Regions from separate parts of the Arachis hypogaea genome. Here region 2 is linked to region 1. Evidence: chromatin contacts called from public Hi-C data. All regions are on one chromosome and are shown on one strand. The core of a region is the stretch at or near the end of the contact, and the rest is flanking DNA. Distances in the headings are between cores, read along the strand shown.

Region 1 (5,726 bases), core at 2,419-4,918:
CAATCCTAAACCATTCCAAAAAGCATTTTTACACATCCCAAACACTCGCTCATCAATCCTCAACTATTTCAATCCTAAATCAATCCACTTAGAACTTATTCAACACATTCTGTCAACTATATCCATATTCATCAACAACATACAACATTCATATATTCAAACCCCCCATCAATCAACAATCAATCATCTCATTCTCACACAATAATTTACACCACTTACCTCAACTTACCACATAGGGGATTCTTCATCCTATCACGGCCTCTGGCCCAATTTACACCAATCACAATATTCATACATCCAATTCTCAATTAAAACTTCAACATACATGCTCATTTTCATGCAACATAACACCAACATATTTCACAATATTCAATTGCAACCATATTACATAGCACTTCTCAATTCATCAAAAACTATTTTCACTCTCAATTTCACGCCAAAACACATCAACGAACTCAATACTTATACTAACCATTATTCAACTATATCAACAATTAATTCCATTCAACTTATCCTAGGGGCAAGTAATCTAGGTTTTTACATAACCTTACATAATGCCTACTCGAAACTACCACCTGTATATTAATGTTGCAATTCCAAGCTTCCAAGCTCTCCCTTCCAAGATTCCACCAAGCCAAGCTCCCAATCACCCAATCTAACATCATATTATACAATTTGACATAATATTAAAACTAGAATTTTCATAAATTGATAAATCAAGAGGAAAAAAGGGTTTCTTATCTTTACTCATTGAAATTGGTGATGGATACCACCAAGAACATAGGCTAGAGAATTCCTATAACATTAAAATCACCAAAAATTCTCAATACCCAAACAAAAAATGCGATTTCAAATGAGAAACTAGAGTTGAGATTTCGAGTTACTCACCAAACTAATCAAATAAAATTGAAGAGGAGGAGACAAGCTTCACGTGGCCGTAAACAGTGCGGTGATCGGAGCTCCGGAGCAAAAGTTATGGGCAATTGAAGTTGAAGGAAATTATGATTTCATCCTCTTTTCTCTCTTCTCTCATTTTCGTGTCTCTCTCACTAAATGGGGCATGGGAAAAAATGAGCTGAATTATTGAAGTGTAAGGCTTATAAGCCTTGGGTTTGGGCCCCGTGTCGCCCAATTTCATTTTCTTAGCTCGTTGGCCCAATTTTGTACCAAAACCTTTAAGATAAGCATTTTAATTCGCACGCTAAATATTTTTATTTTTTCAAATTATAAATGTTAATTCTCTAATCTTTTTTCGCTTTCATTTAATTTATTTATTAATTGTCACCTAATTATTTAATATTTTGCTGGGTCTTACAATAATCATAAAAATCAAAACTTTTAGAGACAGAAAGTTTAAAACTTATTAAAGATTGTACTAATTACTCTTGCTTATAATCTTGAAAAATTTTGACATATTATATGCTAAAATTGGGCTTAACCACCATTAAAGATTCTCTCAAATTCAACCAACCTCATACCATTTATTCTACCATTCTCCAACCTCAATTTAAATATCAATTTACATCATTCATTCTCATGCACAAAGCCATAAACTCAACACAATAATCAATCACTTAATTCCTTTTATTGAAATCAAAACCACACATTTATAGCTCATCGAGTCTTTGTCAAAATAACCATATTCAATTCTTCAATTTTAAACCAACCCAACATGATTAATTATGATTCAACTTGCACAATCATAAATATCAAAATAGATTCATCATTTTATAACACAATATTCTCAGCAAAAACCAACCATAAAACTCAACCAAATTCAAGTCTAAGTTATACTCATCTATTTTACCCTTATCTTCCTCTAACTTTTTGTCAATAACTAACCAAATATCAAGTTTATCTCATTCTTTATAAAATTTTTCAATCCTTAAGATAATAATTAACTAGCCTTTTAAACTTTAATTAATTAAATCTCTTTTCAAGTTAACTTTAATTACTCTATTTATTCTTTTGATTGTTAACCAAATCAAACAAGTTAACTTATCCCTAGACCTCATAAATTAACATAACCATACAATCTTTGATCAACCAAACTTTCAAACTAACTTCAACTCCATTTTAAGTTTAAGACTCTTCCAAAACATAATTCTTTAATTAGAAAATCAAATTAATCTCCAAGACAAAGTCTCTTGTCTTTATGAAAACACAACAATTGTCATTATCTTCATTATTCAATTCTATTCAAGACTTATAAAATTTTTGACAGAATCTCTCCTAAAATTCGGATATTTTCACCCTTCAAGGGTTCCATCTGACTCAAATCACTCTTAAATCCTTTTCAACCATTTCAAACACTAAACAATTTCTCAACATCAATATATATATTTTCTTATCTTAATTTATTTTTAAGTTATTAAATTTTTACACTTAGGACAACAAACAAGTTGTTCAGATCCTATCCAACCACTAAGAAGTTTCAAGTATTGTTACTAATTAATTTTATTATTACAGCATTTAAACCCTTTTTAAAAAGTCACAATAGATTTGCATGCATTATCAAAAATATTTAAACTCTTCAAGCATTATTTTCAACTTCTTCAACCTTTCATTGTTTCAGTTTTTCACACGTCTCTTTTTAGAAAGACACAATAGATTTGCATGCATTATAAAAAATATTTGATGATTTTTTTAAAAATAATTGTGTACAATATTTATGAATTTTTTTATACTTTTTTATTTGAGTTTTTATTTTTTTATTTTTTTTATTTTGTGATATTGGTAGTAGCTAATAGCTAGACTCTTCCACTTTTATTTGTTGATAAGATTTTTATAAATAATTTTTGTGTAAAATGTTAGAAATCTTAGCTTATGATTATGTTATGATTTCTTTTGTTTAATAAATATGTTTAAATTTTTGATATTTTTGTTGTTGTTTGTTTGTTCAGGAGGAGATCATCAAGCTATTTTAATGAAAAATTAAAGAAGAAGCAGAGAGGTTGATGGATTAGTTGGGAATGAAGAAAAACTAGGATAATAAAAGACATAATGATAATATATGGTGGTTGTGATTATTGTGAAGAGAAAGGATAATGAAAAAAGTGTTGGATGTGTTGTGGTAAAAGTATTGTAAGTGAAAATGTTCATAGAAATGTTATAAATAAATTAAAAGGTTAAAAAAAAAATTTACTTTCATTTCTCGCAAAATATGAAAAGTACTTTCGCAACCTTTTAAAAAAAAAAACAAAAAAAAAAAAAAAAAACCACTCTTGCGCTATTTGTGAGAGACTACCAGAATTTGATATTATATATTTTAAAAAAAGAAAAAGGACAAGGGAAGCCCCCGTCTATACGACGGCACATCACCACCCAATGCCATTTTGAGGCATTGCTCCATCCTATATACCATAAGCACATTTTTTGGCAGCTGTTCCATAGTTCGAAGACATTTTTTGTGGTTTATTTTTCTTTCTCTCATTTGTGCACTACTCTTAAGTCTATAAGAAAAAAGACCGCAAGTAACAAAAAAACTTTCGGACCAAACCATAAATTTTTGGTTTTTGGTCTTGGAGCTAGAACCTACATGTTAATCTTTTTGTGGTTATAGATCAATAAATTACCACAGATAACTAAATAAAGCCCAATAAAGTATCCACCAAAAAGGCCCAGGAAAGCCCGAATGATTGGTGAATTTAATTTTGTGGGCGCGGTGGCTGAGGCATGTGATGTAGTGGCAAAGATATTTGCCTCAAATGAAGCCACACCAAGTTCGAATCTTAGTGTAGTTGCTAGGTTTGCGGCTGTGAGTGTGTTGTATGAACAAAAAAAAAAAAAAAGAATTTTGTGAGCGCGTATATCCTCGTTAGCAGTGACAGGTTTGCAATCTGTTGAGTTGTCTGAATCAATCCGTCACGCCGTTTCTCAATCCCAGCGGATGGAAATGGATGACTTTGCTCAATCAACTGAAAGTCACTGATCTTCATTCATTCCAATCTTTTCCATGCGTTTGCGCTTTGCCAACTCACACTCTCTCACACACACCCCCCTTTTTTAAAACAAACTCCTCACATTAACAGCCACACCCTCTTCACACATTCTCAACTCTCTCAACAAACACACGCAAACATCCTCGTACTCTCTCTCTCTCTCTCTCTCTCTCGCAATGGCCGATTCTAATTCCAAGGATGTTGCCTACTCTGTATCAGGTGATCCCGCTCAATCACTCTTGTTACTCCCTTATTCATCACAACTAGTTCATATACGTATGTACATAGTTTTCGAGTTTCGACCATCTAATTAATATACAAAATGGACTCCCCAGTTTGAGTTTACATGTTGATTTTTGTATAAACTTGTGATTCCAATACCAACAAGCAATCCTTATTGCGTGATTCGTAATTTCATATACGTTGATCTTACTTTTGCTGTTTATTTATTTAGGTCAAATGGTGTTTAATTGTTCAGGACTTAGAGGGTCTCTCTTTTTTTTTTTATATATAATTGCAAGTTTTGGTTCTGGTTTCAACTTCTATTGTTAGTAATGTCGGTAGATTTGATTTTTATGTTTAAGATTACAAAAAGAAAAAACAAATGAATGGGGAAACCAGATGAGCAAATTTTTATTTAGCTATGAATTCAGAGAAAAAAGAATGAGCTATTTATCACTTTATGCGTAGAATTCATTGCAAATTTTGTTACTACATGAGCAATATGTGAAGTTTATAACAAATTCCCTAACTTTTGGATGGCTTTGTTATGATGTTTTCTGCTATCAGTTAAGGAAGAAGTTGATGCTAAAGTGCATTCTGAGAAGTCAACTTGTCATCATCATCGTAATCATAGCAGGGAAACTCATGGAGTGAATAATTGCATCGATGAAAACACGTCTTTGGATGATGTGAAGGCTCCAAATTTGTTTGAGAGAGCAAAGGAGGAGTTTCAAGCACTTGCTCAACTGTTCCATCAAAAGAAAGAGGCCCATGCTCATGATACAGGGTTTTCATTTTTCAAACCTTTCCTCGTTGTCTTACCATCTTTTTGTTTTCAGTTCATAATTGACTTCTTTTCTGCTGAGAGACTCTGATTTCTTGTTTTTGTGTTGTAGGGATGGAAATCAAATAGCTGAGTCAAAATTCAAACATGAAATCCCAAACTCTCCATCAGGTACATCACAAAATATGTGGGAAATGTTATCTTTTCCTTTGGTCATTTGGAGATTGTATAGATGAAAGAGAAATGCATTCTTTGAATTAGTGGTTGGTGAATGGTGACAACTAATATAAATGGTCTCATTAATTTTGCTTATTTGATTCTAGAGTTTTACTATGCAAAGTCATTTCTTTGTTTTAACAATGTTTTGGGAATCTTTCATATAGGAGAACAGTAGGGCCTATCAATTTATTATACGTTCTTGTTCCAATTCTTTGGATGCCTTAGTTATCTTGTCCAGGGATTATACGAATTTTCTGTTATATGTCTTGTTACTATGGACTACTAGATTTGATTTGTATGCTCTATCAATGTAATAAAATTTTATACAGATATCTAAATTATGTACTATGACGTCGACAAAAATGTCTGAAAATTAGTTTCATGCCCTTATAAAGGCTTTCCAATCTAGAGTTGCTGGTTTATATAAAAATAATAACATAGTTAAGGGTCAAAAATTTTGTTGCTTAGATGGTTATGAGCTATATTTTCTAATAGCAGAAAAGAAGGCAAAGTCATCATCAGCAAACCTTATAGCAAGAACTAAGAAAGAGATCAAAGCC
Region 2 (5,726 bases), core at 909-3,408, 180 kb before region 1:
CTATTGGAAAACCCAGAAACAATTTTGAATTAACTCTATACTGACCTGAGAATTACTAGAACTGGAAACGAAATTTCTCCTGTCATAATGATTGTATGAAGTAGAAAAATAACCTGCAACATTCAAGTCAACACTACCAATTATTCAAATGTGGAAGATTTCATAACTGAAAATATGACACCACAAATAACCATACTCTGAAACTACTATTATTCTTATGACAATAAAAAAATTCATAAGTTTAACAAACATTTTTCTCCGTGACAATAAAAGCTTACCTGGGAGGATCACTTACCGGTTCACTAATGCGCTTTTTCTGTGCCAACTTTTCCACCATAAAAGCAGCAAGTGGAAATAAATTAAGACTAATACTGCAAGAGAATAATTAATATTGTTAAGCAATGTCTTAAGAACAAACCCTCGAAAAAGCTATACCAAATCAGTCTATTCTTCAAGAATTCTCCAAGCTCATTACCAACACATTAAGAGGGGCCAATCTCTCAACGATTTTGAACTAAACCAAAAGCCAGAATTTATCAACCAACCATACTGCAAAAACATAATACAGGAAAGAGATTTTAGAAAGGGAAAAGATTTTACTGGCAAATCAAAGACCACAGAATTAAAGCTGTGTGTCTTGCAGATGAATGCACATTCATATGTTGGAATTTCAAATCCTACAAGATAGACACTGAGAATAAATGGAAGTGGAAAACCTTCATTATATTCTCAATGATAAGTCTGCTGTTCACCGCGATAAGCACTACTACACAGAGATTGAACAGTCCTGCATGGCTCTGCAATTCAATTGACCTACACTTGTTAGTAACCAAAAGAAAAACTTACACGCGGCAGCAAAAGGAGAAACAAACATGTTAAGCAAAACAATAAGTTTGAAAAACCTGTTTCTCTCATTTATTTAACATTAAACACACAAATAGGTTTTTGCTTGCAACAAATACCCATAGGCTGAGATGAGGATGCTTTAGTTGTGGATGAGTGGCCATAGTCGAATGGACAAAATAAAGAACGAGGACATGAGAGATGAAGTTTGAGTGGTGCCTACCGTTGAAAATACTGAGGAATCTCACCTTAAATGGTCTAGACATGTTGGGGAAAAACCGGAGCATCCGGCCAGGAGGGTAGATTACATGTGTGAGATAGCCCAATGGTTAGCAATAGAAGGAGAGTAGCAGAAGAATTGTTGTTATAGCAATACGTATCCACAAGAGACGAGTAGCATGCAGCTAAAAGTGTCACTCCTACTACTTTATTGGTATATGTGGGTACAAACATGAAAATCCACAGCCACATACCAAAAAAACCTCAAAATATGAAGCAATTTAAATTTCACCATTTATGAAATATATCCTGATGGCACGATCTTCTGAACTGCTAAACTTGTAGTGAAAATTTTTGTCACCATTACAATGCGACGTGTTACCATTACAATTACTGAACACATTCCAATTTTTTTGTTCTTATTCTTCTTATCGTCAATTCACTGGATCAAGAGTAACAGAACTTCACATGCAGAACACAGATAAACCAAATCAGCGCCAAAAAAATGAAAAAGTAAAAACCTGTTTGAAAATGTTGCGGGAACTGAGCGGGCTGTCCTTGATTCTCCGGTGAACCGGAACTGAAGCCCGGTAAGTGAAGTTATCTCCGGCGGCAGCTCGTTCGCCGTCTTGGACCTCATTTCGGGAAGCATGATCCGGCGGCTTCCGGTCCTCCTCCTTCTGCTTCTGCTTCTCCTTCACCTTCTCCTCCCTGGCGGCACCTATCCTCTCGTTCAGTGAATCGTCGGACCCCGACGAATCTATCATCACAGCCTCAGCGGAAGCCGCAGCTTCGTCGAACATGTTGCCGCCGCTGGAAGCTACGCGGCTGTGCCTCCGCCGCAGCGAAGAGTGGTTGGCTCCGTCGCCGGCGACAGAAGTCTCATGCACATCGGAAATCGCCATCCGAAGGGACTAACCGTTTTGTTTCTTCACTGTTTCAGCGAAATACAATACTCGCCGAAACGGTGCGCGAAAAACAACTTATTCTTCAGATGCAGAAGACTGCGATTTTGCTTTATTTGTTTATTCGAATTTATACAAATAACTTTTATTTACGTAATTCTTTAGAAAATTTATTCTTGAATTGGAAAGTTAATTCAAAATCGTTTATTATCATTTACATATGACAATTAGCAAGTCACCAAAAAAAATGACAATTAGCACAATATGTATAAAATATACATAAATAAAAAGTTTTTCAGTTATATATTTATTCATGTCTTATTTTAATAAAATTTAGTATAAATTATTTTTAAATAATTATTTACACAATCAACATCATAAAAAATAATTATTTTTAGTAATGTATTATTATTTAATTAAATATACATATAAATTTAATAATACATTAAAATTAAATTTATAAATATATTATTATATTTCATTATAAATAATTAATTAGTATCCACGTAAGTGTATACAAAATTAGATTTATTATTATAATTTTTTTATCAAAAATAAAAAAATTTAAATCAATAATTTTTAAATAAATATAAAATAATTATGTCATTTAAATTATAACTCATTAATTATTATTATAAATTATAAATAGTTAGAATCATGTCATGATCAAATATAATAATTCCTACCAAAATAATTATAATAATAATCGTGTGTAGAAAGGGCAGGAATCGGAATCAATTAATAAGGAAAAGATTATTCGACTGAGAAGGAAACTTCGTGGCTTACATAGGTTCGTAACATTTTCCGTATAATAAATAAAACAATAAAACTCTACCTTTAAGTTATTTAACTAACTAAATTCAATCAAATTGATATAACCTAATTTAACTTCAAGCGCTACTATTTATCTATTTTTAATCTTTTGATTTAATATGTAACTATATATAACTGTTTTTTTTTTATGCAGATTTTTTTTTTTAATTTCTCAACTTTGTTTACATTTTTTATATTCTCTTTTTTTGTGTTTTTTTTGTTCACTATCAAAGTGATATGATTTAAAGATTCCGATCAAATTTTTTTAAAATCAAGCTGTGAAATCAAATTTAAATAAATATTTCGTTTTCGAAGACAATAAATAATATGAGTTCACACTGTGAATTGAACCAAGACGAATTAAATTATTGTTTTGAAACAAATCAAATGAATGAGGCTTGGTTTAAACTTTGTTAATGTAGTTCGTTAGTATTTGATATTCCAGTAGTTGGATAATTTTATTTTTGTTTGTGAAAAATGTGTTCATTGTTAAAGGTTTGAATTTGAATATAATGTAGAACTTTTTTTAATTTTTTTTTGTTGAATCTGTATTTGTTCCTGATTTCGGTGCATTCTGATATGAGGTTGTTTTAAACTGCGTTTGTTTATGTGTTGTCATCATTAAAAAATTTTGGTGCATTCTAAATTTAAATAAGGTGCACACAATTCAAAACTCTTATTCTTCCTCATTTTCTCGTCTTCTTCTTTTTTATTTTTTTTCTTCATCTTCTCCTTCTTAATTTATTTTCTTATAATTATTCTTGTTTTACTTTCTTGAGAGAAATAAAATCAAGAAAAAAAGAAAAAAAATGAATAATAAAATTCAGTCCATTTCTGCTAAGAATTTAATCCAATAAATGTGAACCTACATTCATTCAACTAAATAAGATTGCAATATAGTATAAACATGTTCATTCAAGTCTAATATGAGAAGTAATGTTACTAAAAGAAGAAATAAGAGCAACAGAAAAAAGAAAAAAAAAGAAGAAAAAATGCAGCATTAAAAAAATATTTTAGTACTTTTGTAACAAGTTTTCGATGCAAAAACTAAGACATTTATGTGTTATTGTTAAGAAATTTCAGTGTTATCTTTTTGATAAATTATGCACAATTTTTGGTGTCTTCTGCTTCGTTTTCTTCTTTTTTTTGTCTTTTTTCTTTATTTTCTCCTTATTATTTTATTTTTCATAATTTGTCTTGTTTTATTCTTTTGAGAGAAATAAAACAAAAAAAAATAAATGACTGCAATAACATGAAAAAAAAGAGGAGAAGAAGAAACAAAAACAAAATTCAACAACATAACAACAACACCAATAAAAGAAAAAGGAGAAGATGCATGAAGATAGGAACAGTTTTTCATATTCTTTGAGTGTGGCATGCAAAATGTTAGTGAAGCAGGCGTTTCATTTGCGTTAGTGAAGCGCGCGTGTGTACATGTTGCGTGTAATGAAAGTGGTTTTTGTTAGAGGTGAGGACGGGTCGGGTTAGTTCAGGTTTAAGGTAAAATTAGAACCGAACCAATTGAATTGTAATTGGTTCAATTTGGTTCGAATTTGCATTTTTTTTGTATGTACCCTAACCAAACCAAACCGATTAAAAACAGATTGGTTCGGTTCGGATAATTGGATACCCGATGAAAAAGAAATTCATAAAAAAAAAAAGCGAAATTGTTATCTTAAAAAATCTGTAAGTACAATAAATATGTAACATTAATAGAAATAATCCAAACATATTAAACACCAAATACATTAAAAATTAAACACATTAAAATCCAAATATATTAAACTCTAAAGACATTAAAATCTAAACATATTAAAAGGCATATATATATTTTAAATTTTTATTATTTTATTTAATTAATATATGGTCGGATCTAGAGGTTGATTCGGGTTCCGCACCTCCAGAACCGTTATCCGAACCAATTACTAGAGGGAGTCATTGGTTTGGTTCGGGTTGGACTTAATTACCCATTAGTTTCAGAACTAATTTAATTGGTTCGATTCAGATTCGGACAGGTAATCGGATACCCGCGATCCGTGCTTTCTCATAGTTTTGGTAAGTAATTAAGTTTAGACCAATTTTATTGAATTTAGTTACCAAAAAGATTTAAATGTGTAATATAATGAGAGAACGGTAAATAATAATAAAAGTTTATTGAAACATTCATCCAAACAAATTGTTTATTATTTATAATATAGTACTAGTTAGATAACTATATAAAATATAATCATATTTCATCTGCATAAAAATTAAGAATTTTTTTAAATAAATAAAAAATATTTTATTTATCAAAATATATAATTTGTTATATTTTTACGAAAATTTATCTTATCTCTTATTTCGTCGTCATGGAGTCAAAACAGACGAAATAGAAAATTTCTATTTTCTATCAGTGCTAGCAACCTATACTCCACCCTGTTCGATCACTTTTTTTCGCTACCACCAACGCTACTCAATATCAGACTCTTCAGCTCGGATATAAAATTTATTCGCGGAGTGCGCAACAGAATAGAATTATCACAATCAAATATCACCTCAGTGTCACTGTTTCTCATATGGCAATTGGGATACACACTTACAACCACGTATTTACTATTACTAGACATTTTAACTTATTTTTTTAGAAGAAAAATGGAAGAGAAGAAGAAGTAAAACGTTTGTATTGTAGAGAATACAAAGAATTACACATCCTTTTATAACTGTTGAAAATTTGTTGTAACGATCTCATTTATAGTGTAAATGTCATAACTTGTTACGTATCTCATTTACAGTATAATTGAAATAAGAATGCACGTATCTTATTTATACTATAAATAAAATATACACGTCTACCATATATTGCCTTGTCTCTTTTGCAATATAAATAAAATATGTGCATTTTTATTTCGTTTACTGTAAACGAGATAAAAAATAAGATGAATTTTTGTAAAATTGATATTAATTATA

What was found. A called contact is a pair of places that touch in the nucleus more often than the background predicts.
Region 2: a Hi-C map of leaf shows a contact between it and region 1, with 2.4 times the contacts expected there. The contact joins the promoter of LOC112738290 here to the promoter of LOC112738288 in region 1. A contact is called at or near these places in 2 of 8 Hi-C or Micro-C datasets (both in leaf).

The regions. Positions count from the first base shown.
Region 1 is chr13:46,454,597-46,460,322 of arahy.Tifrunner.gnm2.J5K5, reverse strand. LOC112738288 reads left to right here and starts at 3,668. Exons shown (of 4, transcript XM_025788660.3): 1 at 3,668-4,160; 2 at 4,731-4,950; 3 at 5,060-5,118; 4 at 5,662-5,726. The coding sequence starts at 4,118.
Region 2 is chr13:46,631,086-46,636,811 of arahy.Tifrunner.gnm2.J5K5, reverse strand. LOC112738290 (diacylglycerol O-acyltransferase 1C) reads right to left here and starts at 2,158. Exons shown (of 17, transcript XR_003169341.2): 1 at 1,584-2,158; 2 at 717-797; 3 at 476-549; 4 at 296-371; 5 at 46-113.